Linked DNA regions of Macaca mulatta: region 2 is linked to region 1. Evidence: chromatin contacts called from public Hi-C data. All regions are on one chromosome and are shown on one strand. Each heading gives the region's core, a stretch centred on a gene start, on an enhancer-like site or on the middle of the called end of the contact. The rest is flanking DNA. Distances are from core to core; before and after follow the strand shown. Region 1 holds the start of FOXRED1 (FAD dependent oxidoreductase domain containing 1). Region 2 holds the start of DCPS (decapping enzyme, scavenger).

Region 1 (7,157 bases), core at 1,578-4,077:
AAGGTCTCTGAGGAAGAAGTCCACATTGCTCTATCTCTTTCATTTGGGGAAGCTCCAAGTATAACTTACCCCTCATTCATATCCAAGTATCATGTTCCCACACTCTACTTCCTCCCAATTTGTTATTAAAGATAACCTTCACTTTGACCCCTGTTGCCTCTTACCAAGTTGATGTCCTCAGACAAGGCAGCCTCAGGGCTTCCATTGGTGGTGGGAGTACTGTAATCCAACACTTCTTTGTTAGCACAGCCACCCAGTTCCCACACCCGGGGCGCTTTTTTGCCCTTCTCCTTTGGAGCATCTGACTTCGTGGACTTGCTGCAACAGGTTATGGTGGAGAAGCAGGAAAGGAAACATGAGCCGGAGACCAGAACTCCCTTGCACCCATCATGTCTAGATAACAGTATTTTGAGAGTACTGAAGAAAGAGTGCTCACTTGGACTTCTCCATACCCCTCCCATGCTTCTGAATGAACTCCTCTCGCTTCCTGCGGATCAGCTCCTCTTTGGAAAGTTCTACTCCGTTCTCAGGACCCACTGGAAGACCTGACTTTTCTGCAGGGACGGCTTTGCTGGTAGCCAAAGGACCATCAGAACCTGTTGGGAAAAAACTCACTGAAGGAAAAAAAAAGACAATCTCAACCACTAGACAATGGCTAAAAGTCTTCCAAATTGTTCAAAGGAAATTTGGACCAAACATCTTGGAGTTCACAAGGCCTGGGGATTATAGGATGGTGAGCATTTGAGTGAGGAGGAGGCAAGCAATGACAGAAAGAAGGAACACCTCAGTCCTTAGCACCGTCTTAACACCTTTCACATCCCAGTGTATCCAAAGAACTCAAACTCGCCTTCCTTCTTGGCCCCCTTTTTTTTGCTATTCTTTGCTTTTTCCTTGGGCTTTTCCCCGCGTGTCTCAATCATGGACCTCACAGGTTTCTTGGCCTTTTCAGAATCTTCAAATTTCTTCATGGTAGTGGGAGCTCGGATCTTACTGCTCTCCTCTGCTTCACTAAACAAAAAAGAGAATGGTTTATCTTTCTACCCCGTGCAGGAGGAAAAATAACAGTCCAGAGAAAGGACTCTCACACCTAAGAGGACAATGAGAACTGGGGAGCAAATTAGGAGTGTCTTTGAACACACCAATTTACCACCCTTGAACCACCTTCAGAGAGATCATCAAATCAGGGAAATAAATTGATTTTAGAGAAGGCAGGCCTCTCACCGAAGGAGCCGCAGGAAGTCATTTTGGAAATCAAAAGTGCCATTTAATAAACTCAAAGCACTTTGCTGTTGGATCTCCGTGCGGTACTTGTCCCGAAACAGCCGGTGCACGTCATCTATCAATTTGTCTACATACGTCAGTGTCAGGATCTTCTGAAAACCAACCTGTTTAGGGGAAGAAACAGAGCCAACAGATCTGCTTACATGCCAGCCTAGAATGGAGGGACGCCAACTCAACCCTGGCTTTCAGAGATAGTTCAGCTACCTGGCCGGTTTCCCTGTCCTGACAGGCAGCCAAGCTCCCTGCCTGGGCCCAGTAGCTGCTGTTTTCCCCCATCTACCTTTCTAGTTTTTTCAGTTACGTCATCATATACACTGGCTGCAATTAATCAGAGTTCTCTTAATAATCAGGACTATGTTAACAATGTAATCGTCCCTCTACAACATCCCACTTACCACAAACACCAGCTCAAACTGGTTGTCCAATTTATACTTGAGTGTGAGTGCCTCATGGGTGAAGGAGTTGTTACCTCCCCGTTCCTGGAGAAAGAGTATGTCTCAGTGTTCAGACCATCCCCAGAAAACCCAGGTTTGGGCCCTGGGTTTGGATTACCTTTGGGAAAAAGCCAGACATTTCCCTCAAACTCAAATCTGTCCCCAGGACAAGAGGATGCTGGGGCACTTCTCTCTGGCATTCTACCAGAAATGAAAGAAGATAACCAAGTTGGGGGAAGGAGGTGAGAGGCAGCAAGGCACATAGGAGCCAAAACGAAAGTAGTCATATAAACAATCAGATTATTAGCAGCTATACAGCATTCAGTTTTGTAAAGGTGTTTTCCCATCTGTTATTTCACCTAGCCTCGAAACAACAAAACCAAGCTGCTGGGGATAAATAGAGGGAGCGGAGGGGAATACCAAAGGCGCCGGAATTCGGCTAGAGTCCAGACGCCGGAGTGGGGGTCGTCACTAAGTTGTGGGTACTCTGAAGGGGACGAGAAAACGAAGCGGAGCCCGGGTTACGCGTGAGTGGCCAGTTTGAGGTGGGCGGGGAGGGTGGGAGGAGGCGCGGAATAGAATCGAAGGGACCATGGATCGGGTCAGGAAAGAAGAGCCTGGAGTTCTGATCCCACGGGGGCGGTACCTGCAGCAGCACGGAACGAATCAACGCGTTAACAGGCCCGGTGCATGAGTCGCTAACGCCCTGGAAGCACCAGAGCACAAGCCCACCCTTGGAGAAAATGGTGAAGAAGTCGAGCATGGCGGCAGCGGCAGAGGAGCTGGGGCCGGCGCCGGGAATTCAGGCCGCGATAGCCGCCGCTTCCTGCTGCGCCAAGCGCGGGACACGTCACACCAGCGGCCCCGGAAACCGGCTCAACGCACTTCCGCTCGGAAAGCTGGGTGCCCTCCCCATCTCCGCCCGAGGGCGCGCAGGCCTGACGTATCTCAAGGCCAGCCAATGGCGGGTGGGAGCGGGCCTGGGCGGGGCTCCCGGAGAGGTCACGGGGAGACCGCCACCTTTAGCGTGGGGGGGCGGAGCCCTGAGGGCCACTGGCCAATTGGCGCGCTCGTCTGAATGGCGTTTGGCGCGGAGCAGTGACGGCTGGGATAATAGCGAGGCAGCTGTGCGGCTCTCAGAGGGTGCCGGTCTCAGAGGGGCCATGATTCGGAGGGTTCTGCCGCACGGCTTGGGCCGGGGCCTCTTGACCCGGAGGCCAGGCACTCGCAGAGGAGGCTTTTCTCTGGGTAAAGTTGAGGACGACAGAGGGTATTGTGGTTCTGGGGTGTCCCCAACCTCCGACTGTGTGTCCTTCAGGACCCGAAACCGTGGCCCACACTGGCAGGACAGTGGGTCGGCTTGGGGAAGGGGGTAAGCTTGCCTACCAGAGCTTGTACGGGCGGTGCAGGTGTATGGCTCCCAAGGCAGCCCTTCTCAGGTGGCAGATCTCACATCATTCTACGTTTCCGGTTACAGTCAGACTGATTGATAGGTGGTACAGATGTGCATTAAGTCCTGCCCGCGTTCAGGATGCTGTACTTAGTGCTGTTGCGGTGAAGGAGTGAAGAGAAGACGGGATTCAGTGAATGTCCTGGAAGATGGCTAGAGTGTACCTAGAGAGGGAAAATTTCAATAGACAGTAGGCCAGTTCAAGACTGGATAGAGGCCGGGCGCGGTGACTCACGCCTGTAATCCTAGCACTTTGGGAGGTCGAGGCGGGTGGATTACCCGAGCTCAAGAGTTCGAGACCAGCCTGAGCAACATGGTGAAACCCCGTCTCTACTAAAAATACAAAAATTAGCTAGATGTGGTAGTGGGCTCCTGTAATCCCAGCTATTCGGGAGGCTGAGGCGGGAGAATCGCTTGAACCCGGAAGGCGAAGGTTGCAGTGAGCCGAGATCACGCCATTGCACTCCAGCCTGGGTGACAGAGCGAAACTCCATCTCAAAAAAAAAAGATTGGATAGAACTCAACTTAAAGAATGCTTTGCACTGCTAGCTAGTATAATGGCGGAATTACATGGAGCAGGTGGGAACTGAGATCAGCCTTGAAGGATGTTTACTGGCTTAAGAAAGGTGTGTGTTCCTGTCTCTGAATAATTGAGTGCAGATTAGGAGAAAAATATTGTTCTTGTGCAAGGAACTAGCAAAAGCCATCTAGATAGACAGTGTGAGTAGTAGCATGAAATGTAGTGTGGACAGGTGAGCTAAGGCCAGACCAAAGAAAGATTGCGGTGCTGCTGAGAAGAGTTTGAGTGAGGTATGAAATGGCAAAATGATTAATTTATTTAAGGTACTTACTGAGCACTTAAAATATGCCGGGTGTTACCATAGGCTGGAGATTCAGTGGTGAAGGTGAACACAGCCTACCCCTCATGGATTTTAGAGTATGTAACAATACAAACTCAAAGCTGCAAGTGTGTCCAAAAGACCATGTAGAGTTTGAGCTGGTCTGGGGGTCAGGAAAGGCTTTCCAAGCAAGGAATTAACTAGGCAAGGAAGTGGACACAGTTTCAAAGCAGAGAGCACGTGTAGGTTCCCCGTGGTGGGAGGAAATAAGGTGCCATCAAGGAACTAAAGGGCCTGGAGTGTAGGGGAGGATAAGATGAACAGGAGCGAGATTGTGCAGTACCTTACAGGCTCTGTTTACGACTTTGGACTTTGGTTCTTAGAGTAATGGAAACTCACTGAAGGGTTTTAATCAAGAGCGTTTTTTATTAAATTTGTGTTTTGAAAAGATATTTCTAGGCCGCGCGCGGTGGCTCAAGCCTGTAATCCCAGCACTTTGGGAGGCCGAGGCGGGTGGATCACGAGGTCAGGAGATCGAGACCATCCTGGCTAACATGGTGAAACCCCGTCTCTACTAAAAATACAAAAATTGGCTGGGCGTCGTGGCACACACCTGTAATCCCAGCTACTCGGGAGGCTGAGGCAGGAGACTCGCTTGAACCCGGGAGGCGGAGCTTGCAGTGAGCCGAGATGGCGCCACTGCACTCCAGCCGGGGTGACACAGTGAGACTCCGTCTCAAAAAAAAAAAAAAAAAAAAAAGAAAAGAAAAGATATTTCTAGCTATGTTGTAAAAATGTTTGCAGCAGGGGGTGGGGTGGAAGTGGGGAATCAGTGGGAACAGTTAGGATGCTTTTGCATTTGTCCAGTTGAGAGATGATAGTGGCTTGGCCTAGGATGATGGTGGCAGAGGAAGAAAGGGGACAGATTGAGGAGTTACTTGGAAACTAGAGCCCTCAGGACTTGATTATAGATAGGATATAAATGTAGGTTGCGTTGTGGCGATGGATATCCAGGATAAGGTGCTGCTTAGAGGTGCCATGCTTCAGAGGGTGCCGTGACTTGGGGTGTGCCGGAGCCTCTTGGTCCAGAGGCCTGGAAGACCCAAGTGGGGATGACGGTGCAGTTGAACATGTGAGTTGGGATCAGGAGAGGTGTATGCAGGAGGTAATGTAGAAAATTAATTTTAGGAAATTGAATCTTGCAGTGCTCGGCACAATGCATGAAAAGGGAGACTGATGGCATGTGGACTATTCAGAAAACTGTGGCAACACTGTTGGGTGCAAGGTGACCTTATGAGACGGACTGACAGTGGGGACTGCCAATTCATGTGTCTGTTTAGCTCACCTTTTCCTGTGTCCATTCTCCAACCCCCCAACCATGTGGGAAGGAAATGTGTGGCCCTCTGACCCTAACTACATCCCACAGACTGGGATGGAAAAGTGTCCGAGATTAAGAAGAAGATCAAGTCGATCCTGCCTGGAACGCCCTGTGATGTACTGCCAGACACCAGCCACCTGCCCCCCGAGCACTCGGATGTGGTGATCGTGGGAGGTGGGGTGCTTGGCTTGTCTGTGGCCTATTGGCTGAAGCAGCTGGAGAACCGACGAGGTGGTATGCAGGTGCTAGTGGTGGAACGGGACCACACGGTGAGGCCTGGGGTAGGACAGAGTCATGAGTGGGGCAAGAAAGATGACTCACATTTTATTAAGCACCCTAGGGACAAGGGAAGGAGAGGAGGGGAAGACCTCAATCTCAGGAGATCCAATGGGCAGAGATTGTGCTTTGGACCTTGTTGAGAAATTGTCCTAGGATCTTCCTCGGTCAAACCAGGAAGGTTGGCAATAAGGTTTATTCTTTTGAAAGCAGATTTCATAATATTGGATTTTTCGAGATCTCACAGCTCTGCACTCAAGCTATAATTAAGTGTCTCAACTTTCTTTTTTTTTTTTTGAGACAGAGTCTTGCTCTGTTGCCCAGGCTGGAGTGCAGTGGCACGATCTCAGCTCACTGCAACCTCTATCTCCCAGGTTCAAGTGATTCTCCTACCTCAGTGCCCTGAGTAGCTGAGATTACAGGGACACACCATGAAGCCCAGCTATTTTTTGTATTTTTAGTAGAGATGAGGTTTCACCATGTTGCCTAGGCTGGTCTCGAACTCCTGACCTCAAGTGATCCTCCTGCTTTGGCTTCTCAAAGTGCTGGCATTACAGGCATGAGCCACCATTTCCTGCCCTCAACTTGCTTCTTTCAGGTCCCATTAGTTGTGAGGTTTTTGCATTTTATTGTATTTATTTATTTCGAGACAGGGTCTGGCTCTGTTGCCCAGGCTGGAGTGCAGTGCAGCCTCCACCTCCCAGGCTCAAGAGGTCCTCCCACCTTAGCCTCCCGAGTAGCTGGGACCACAGGCATGCACCACCACACCTGGCTAATTTCTGTATTTTTTGTAGAGATGGGGTTTCACCATGTTGCTCAGGCTGATCTCGGATTCCTGAGCTCAAGCAATCTGCCCGCCTCGGCCTCCCCAAGTGCTGGGATCACAGGCATGAGTCACCACCCAGCTGGTTTTTGCACTTTAGATGTTCCCATTTGCATTGCCGCTAGCCACGAATCTTGCTACTTTACTTCATTCATAACCTTTCATTTTCCAAATGGTAGATGAAATGTTAATCGTCTGCCCTTGGACTTCCAACCATTTTGTACCACTGTGTCAGCTCTTTCCAGATGACTGACCCTCTCTGCACATCCGCTACTAATGATTTTAAACACTGTTGCCTTCAAGTTGACATATGCATGGGTCTTAGATTATAGACTTGCAAATAGGACTCCCCTTCAACTTTAGGTGTATAGCTCAAAGCTTTCATTGCAGTACTCTAGTCACGTGTGATAGGTTACCTCAACTTTTCTTGTCTTTCCACAGTATTCACAGGCCTCCACTGGGCTCTCAGTGGGTGGGATTTGTCAGCAGTTCTCATTGCCTGAAAACATCCAGCTCTCCCTCTTTTCAGCCAGCTTTCTACGGAACATCAATGTAGGTGCAATGATATTTGGGATGTTGGGGTGGTAACCCCTCCTTTAGCCCAGAGTGGGGAGGAGCCCAGCTAGCAAGGTAGCCAGACAGCAAGAATGGGTCAGTCAACAAGAAGTGGGGGGCC
Region 2 (7,256 bases), core at 3,218-5,717, 37 kb after region 1:
AGGCGGTGGAGGTTGCAGTGAGCCGAGATTGCGCCACTGTACTCCAGCCTGGGTGACAGAGTGAGACTCCGTATCCAAAAAAATAAAAAATAAAAAATAGAAAAAATTGTTGGCCCCTTCATTGAGCTAGTGGACCTTCAGGGATCTTAGCTCTATGGAAAGTTCTGTATCTTAATTCCTCTTTACATAAGCTCAGGTCTTGTCTCTTGTCCTTTGAATCGTGTCCTAGATGTCTAGAGATCAGGAATGGCCCTTAAAATAGCTTCCACCTTAAAAATCCCCTTACCACTCTATAGATTCAAACTCCCACATCATTTTTGGTTCCTGCAATTTTTACTTTTTTGAGAGCCCAGCAACGTAACTAAAAGAATGTTTTAGTTATGTTTGAGTGTTTTGTAGCTGACTTGTTTTCAGTTTAGTCTGTCATAATTACTGAAATGGAGGTGGGAAGTATCCAGTCCTTCTTTAGACTAAAAAAGAAAAGATTTGGGAGGTTTTTTTTTTTTTTTTTTTGAGACACAGTCTCGCTCTGTCACTCAGGCTGGAGCGCAGTGGCGCGATCTTGGCTCATTACAACCTCCGCCTCCAGGCTGAAGCCATTCTCCTGCCTCAGCCTCCCGAGTAGCTGGAATTATAGGCGCCTGCTGCCACACTCAGCTCATTTTTGTATTTTTAATAGAGATGGGTTTCATCATGTTAGCCAGGATAGTCTCAAACTCCTGACCTCAAGAGATCCACCGCCTTGGCCTCCCAAAGTGCTGGGATTACTGGCATGAGCCACTGCACCTTGCATGGGAGAAATGTTAAGATTTCTAAAAAACTAAACGATTGAACAGGGCTTTATAATAAATGAGTAACCTAACATAGCATTGTCTAGTAGAACTTCCTTTGATAATGAAAATGTTCTCCATCTGTGCTCATATGGTAGCCACTAGTCACAAGTGGCTATCAAGCACTTGCTAAGTGGCTAATGTAACTGAGGAACTGAATCTTAACTGTGCTACCATAAAGATTCCTTTCACTCTGAGGTCTGGTATTTAATAGAACTTCTGGTAGCTGAGGCTTCCTATGAGCTCATCCTTTCCTTGAAACAGGCATTCTTTTTTTTTCAGAGACAAAGCCTCGCTCTCTTGCTCAGGCTGGAGTGCAGTGGTGTGATTATAGCTCACTGCAGCCCCAAACTCCTGGGGCTGTAACTACACCTGTAGTCCCAGCCTCCTGAGTACCTGGGACTACAGGTGTGAGCCACCACGTGGGGCATGAGCCAGACTTTTTGAAGAGCAGAATTCTGGTTTTATATTTTAATCAAAATTATACCCATATTGATGAATTTTGCTTCTAATGAATACATTCCTCTACTATTTCATTTCAAATGTTTCTCTTTTGCTCATTATATTTTAGCTACACAGGTCATTCCTTTTTTTTCAGACGGAGTCTTGCTCTGTCACCCAGGTTGAAGTGCAGTGGTGCGATCTTGGCTCATTGCAACCTGCACCTCCTGAGTTCAAGTGATTCTCCTGCCTCAGCCTCCCAGGTAGCTAGGATTACAGGTGCACACCACCACACCCGGCTAATTTTTGTATTTTTAGTAGAGACTGTGTTTCACCATGTTGGCCAAGCTGGTCTTGAACTCCGGACCTGAAGTGGTCCGCCTGCCTCGGCCTCCCAAAGTGCTGGGATTACAGGTGTAAGCCACTGCGCCCAGCAGTCATTCTTATTTTTTAAAAAATGTCCAGTACGTTACTGCTCTAGGGTCTTTGACAGCTAATATTTACTCTGCCTGGGCTCTTCATATGGCTGGTATGGCTGGTTCCTTCTCCTCATTCAAGTCTCAGCTCAAATGTCACCTTTTGAGAGGCTGACCACGATCATCTTATCTAAAGGGCTTGGCCAGGCATTGTGACGCATGCCTGTAATTCCAGCACTTTGGGAGGTGGGCAGGTCACCTGAGGTCAGGAGTTTGAGACCAGCCTGGCCAACATAGCAAAACCCCGTCTCTACTAAAAATACAAAAATTAGCCAGGTGTGCTAGTGTATACCTGTAATCCCAGCTACTCTGGAGGCTGAGGCAGGAGAGTCGCTTGAACCTGGGAGGCGAAGGTTGCAGTGAGCCAAAATTGCGCCACTGTACTCCAGCCTAGGTGACAGAGTGAGACTCTGTCCCAGATAAAAAAAATGCGGGGGGCTCCTATCCCCAGGCTCTTTCACACTGTCCAGTTTTGTTCTATTAACAGTACTTGGCCTGGCACAGCGGCTAATGCCTGTAATCCCAGCACTTTGGGAGGCTGAGGCAGGCAGATCACGAGGTCAGGAGATCGAGACCATCCTGGCTAACACGGTGAAACCCTGTCTCTACTAAAAACACAAAAAATTAGCCGGGTGTGGTGGCAGGCGCCTGTAGTCCCAGCTACTGGGGAGGCTGAGGCAGGAGAATGGTGTGAACCCGGGAGGTGGAGCTTGCAGTGAGCTGAGATTGCACCACTGCACTCCAGCCTGGGCGACAGAGCGAGACTCCCTCTCCAGGGGAAAACAAAACAAAACAAAATAACAAAACACCATACACAGCACTTAATCATTATCTTGTTTATCTCACGTGCCCCATTTGAATATACATTTTATGAAAGAAGACGCCTCGCTGCCTTGCTCAGAACTAACAGTGGCTGGCACATGGAAAATGGAGACCTGGAGAGGTTAAGAGACTTTTCCAAAGTTGCACAGCTAGTCAGTGTTGGGGCCCGACTTCATGGCTCTCAATTCTGGGCTCTTTTTGTAAAAACGTAGCTACTTTGGCAAGGTGCGGTGGCTCACACCCGTAATGCCAGCACTTTGGGAGGCCCAGGCGGACGGATCACGACCTCAGGAGTTCGAGACCAGACTGGCCAACACAGTGAAACCCTGACTCTACTAAAAATACAAAATATTAGCTGGGCTGGTGGCACGCGCCTGTAATCCCAACTACTCAGGAGGCTGAGGCAGGAGAATCGCTTGAACCCGGAAGGCGGAGGTTGCAGTGAGCCGAGATGGCGCCATTGCACTCTGGCCTGGGTGACAGATCCTAAGTCTCTCCTAATAATGCTTTCTGCATCACAAAAAAAAAGCAGTCTTTTATCCAACTCCTAATCTATATTTCTGGTAGAAGTAATCCAAAAATCAAACTAACACATGGTACACTTTGTTACTGACCAAAACTGACTGTAAGTTGCATCTTGTTGCTAATGTTGAAAATGGCAAAAACTGTCCCATTAGATCTGTCTGAAAACTAAACTCAAATCACTGGCAAAAATAATGTGTGGCTGACTTAAACGATGTAACTCTTTTTTTGTTGTTTTTGAGACGGAGTCTTGCGCTGTCGCCAGGCTGGCGTGCAGTGGTGCTATCTGGGCTCACTGCAACACTCCGCCTCCCGCGTTCAAGCGATTCTCCCGCCTCCGCCTCCGCGAGGCTGGGACTACAGGGGCCGGCCACCACGCCCGGGTAAATTTTTAATTTTTGTATTTTTAGTAGAGACAGGGTTTCACCATGTTGGCCAGGATGGTCTCGCTATCTTAACCTCGTGATCCGCACACCTCGACCTTTCAGGGGGCTGAGATTACAGGCGTGAATCACCGCGCCGGGCCGTAAGCACCAACTCTTGACAAAATTTAGATCTGTTAAATAACACCAGCGAAAAACGGGCTAACCAGAAACAATGGTCACTAAAGAAACCCTCAACAGCAGAAGTTACAAGTAATAATTTCATACAGCAAAAAAAAAAAAGAGAAACGAAACCCTGGGAGACGAATCATCCTGCAAATCATAACCCTGGGTAGCGGGGCAGAAATACAGGCCAACCAGAGAGAGAGGCATGGGATGCCTCCAGCCCGGAAATAAGTGGGTGATGGAAATGGTTCTTCTGGCCCTATTCGTTTACCTTTCTTGTCAGCGGAAAGGTGCTGAGTCTACAAAGTAAAAAACTGATCACGACGAAAATTTCTGCAAAGTAATTAAAATGGAAGAAACATGGAAATGACCTAAATACTCGGTATAAAAAATCGACCAAGGAATAAAATGGGTTCACGGATTTGCGTCAGAAACGTTGCTTCCCTTATAATTGGTCAACGTCGGTGAAACTATGATTAAAATGTCAGTATTCAAACAAGGCCTCCAACACTCCCGTGGCCCAAGGGGGTCTTCGGCTCCCACCCCGGGGCACGGGCCTGGGGGTCCCTCTTCACTGCGCAGCCACCTCTAGCCCGCCGCTTTCGGGACTCTCAACCTTCTTTTCCCTTCCCTGAGGGCCGGCCAGCACCACAACCGGGCCAAAGGCAGTAACTTGGTTGAAAGACGCGCCCTGGGACAGGTCAGCGGGCTCCGCTTTGCGATGCACGCAGCCCGCAGGAGCCGGCGCCAGAGCAGGGTACGCCGGGAGTTAGCAGCCCAGCCAGGCCGCTAGGCTGGGGCGAGGGGCGGGGCCGGCGCAGGGCGCGCAGGCGCACGGCGCCTTCCTGGCAGCATGGCGGACGCAGCCCCTCAACTCGGCAAGAGAAAGCGTGAATTGGACGTGGAGGAGGCCCACGCCGCCAGCACAGAAGAAAAGGAGGCAGGAGTTGGAAATGGTACCTGTGCTCCTGTGCGCTTACCATTCTCGGGCTTCAGAGTGCAGAAAGTGCTGAGGGAGTCTGCGCGGGACAAAATCATTTTCCTACACGGGAAGGTACCAGGAGGCAACCCTGAGGCGGGATGCGGGAAGCGGTGAACCAATCATCGCCTTGGAGGCGGATTTTTTTTTTCGGATCTCGGCCGGAAAATACCAATCATTATCACTCGGGGGAGGTGGGAGTGCGCTACTAGAATGCATAGAGGGGCGGTAAAAGGCGGCAAGATTGCCCTTGAAATTAAGGCAATGAACACATCTAGCTCTAATTTTTCTAATGTCTCTTTCACTAGAAATATCTACTAGGAGAGTGTATTGTAGATTAAAGATCACATGTTACATTCCCCAAGCCGTTCATCCATTTATGTGTATAGGGACTAGGAACCCAGTAAATGTTAGATGTCTTGCTCATCCCTGTCGCTGGAAACATGTCCCTCAGTCCATGAGACTGTAGGAGATGTGATCTCTGCCTTACACGACTTCAGCCCTAACAGGAGAACAACAGAGAACAATATATTATAATTGTTAATTCAGTTCTACACGCGCGCTTTCAAGCATGCCAGACACTAACCTCGGTCCTGAGAATGTGGAGATGAAAGTTACCATCCCTGATCTTCAGGACTACGGAATATTTCTGGCGAGACAGATACAGCTTGCTCCAATACCAGCGTGCTTAGCAGTCTGGCAGGGGCTGAGGAGAGATGGAGACCATTCCAGGAACTAGTGAGGAGGCCTAGCCAGGGCAGGTATGGGGGTTCCCCAGAACTACTAGCAGGAACTCTCACCTTTGGGAGGATCAGGGAACCTTGGCCTAGGCTTCCATGCGTCTGTATCTGTTTTTTTTTTTTTTGTTGTTGTTTTTATTTATTTATTTTGAGACGGAGTCTCTTCTCTCTGTCGCCCAGGCTAGAGAGCAGTGGTGTGATCACTGCAACCTCCATCTCCCGAGTTCAAACGATTCTCCCTGCCTCAGCCTCCCGAGTAGATGGGATTACAGGCGCCCGCCGCCATGCCCAGCTAATTTTTGTATTTTTAGTAGCGACGGGGTTTCCCCATGTTGGCCAGGCTGGTCTCGAACTCCTGACCTCAGGTGATCCGCCTGCCTCTGCTTCCCAAAGTGCTGGGATTATAGGCGTGAGCCACCGCACCCAGCCTTATTTTTTATTTATTTATTTTTTGTATGAGGCTCTGTCTGATTTTCTCAGCCCAGCTGTCCTCAGTGTGCAGCACCTGTTGAAGGTGTTAGCCATGAGAGCTTTCGAGCTAGGAGTCACTTGGGAGACCCAGGTTCTAGTTTCTGTTTCAGTGCTGACTGTTCGTGTGACTTTGGGCAAGTCACTCAAGATCTGTTTTTCATCTTTTCTTCTGAAATGGGGAGAACTTGACAGAAGTCTTGTAAGCCTAAAATGGAAGACAACTGAGAAGCCTTGTATTCTGGGGAAGAAAGGTGTGAGAGCTGCCACAAGGATTTGTGTGGAGATGCCTTCTCTGTCTGGGCACGGTGGCTCACGCCTGTGATCCCAGCACTTTGGGAGGCCGAGGCAGGCGGATCATTTGAGGTCGGGGGTTCAAGACCAGCCTGGCCAACATGATGAAACCCTGTCTCTACTAAAAATACAAAAATTAGCCAGGTGTGGTGACATGCGCTTGTAATCCCAGCTACTTGGGAGGCTGTGGCAGGAGAATTGCTTGAACCCAGGAGGTGGAGGTTGCAGTGAGCCGAGATTGCGCCATTGCACTCCAGCCTGGGCGACAGAGCAAGACTCCATCTCAAAAAAAAAGACAGATGCCTTCTCTGAGAAAAGAAATGTGAGTGCCATTGGCTAGACTTCCCAGAAGGAAAACTTCAGGGAAGGAAATCCCAAGTACTTTCAAAGTTGATTTCAAAGGCCCGGGAGCTTCTGTCTCTGCTCTCCACAGTCTCATTGTGGTTCTGCCCTTGAGCCCACTGATGATGCCTCTACCCACAGGTGAATGAGTCCTCTGGGGATGGGGATGGAGAGGATGCCGTTGTGATCCTGGAGAAGACACCATTTCAGGTGGAACAGGTGGCTCAGCTCCTGACAGGCAGCCCTGAGCTCCAGTTGCAGTTCTCCAATGATATCTACAGCACCTATCACTTGTTCCCTCCAAGACAACTGAGTGGTGAGCAAGAGGTGGCCAAGGTGGCTGTATGGAGGGAGAATGGGATGGTGGGAAATTAGGTGGTATAGTGACCAGACTTTCTATTTGCATATTCTAGTACAATAGAGAGATTTCCTCCCTAGTGGACATTTGGCCATCGGTTAAGACATTTTTGGTTGTCAGAATGAGGGGTGGTGGTGGGGTGTTACTTCTGGCATCTAGTGGGTGGAGACCAAGAATGCTGCTAAACACCTTACAATATACAGGACAGGCTCCCACAGCAAAGTAATGTCAATAGTGCTGAAACTCAGAAACCTGGCCGGGCACGGTGGCCTTTGCCTGTAATCCCAGCACTTTGGGAGGCCAAGGCAGGCAGATCACCTGAGGTCGGGAGTTCAAGACCAGACTCTTGGCCAACATGGTGAAACCTCATCTCTACTAAAAATACAAAATTTAGCCAGGGTGGTGGTGCTCACCTGTAATCCCAGCTACTTGGGAG

The links. Hi-C and Micro-C count contacts between places; a contact is called where the count stands out from the background.
Region 2: a Hi-C map of CD4 T cells shows a contact between it and region 1, with 1.9 times the contacts expected there. The contact joins the promoter of DCPS here to the promoter of FOXRED1 in region 1. A contact is called at or near these places in 2 of 14 Hi-C or Micro-C datasets (CD4 T cells and blood).

The regions. Positions count from the first base shown.
Region 1 is chr14:126,664,678-126,671,834 of T2T-MMU8v2.0, forward strand. FOXRED1 (FAD dependent oxidoreductase domain containing 1) reads left to right here and starts at 2,828. Exons shown (of 10, transcript XM_077964638.1): 1 at 2,828-2,963; 2 at 6,923-7,033. It overlaps SRPRA (SRP receptor subunit alpha), which reads right to left and starts at 2,582. Exons shown (of 14, transcript NM_001266746.1): 1 at 2,362-2,582; 2 at 1,677-1,760; 3 at 1,222-1,385; 4 at 848-1,008; 5 at 437-596; 6 at 165-318. The coding sequence starts at 2,478.
Region 2 is chr14:126,700,120-126,707,375 of T2T-MMU8v2.0, forward strand. DCPS (decapping enzyme, scavenger) reads left to right here and starts at 4,468. Exons shown (of 7, transcript XM_015116079.3): 1 at 4,468-4,693; 2 at 6,604-6,778. The coding sequence starts at 4,493. LOC114672435 (a long non-coding RNA gene) reads right to left here and starts at 4,711. Exons shown (of 3, transcript XR_013404374.1): 1 at 4,620-4,711.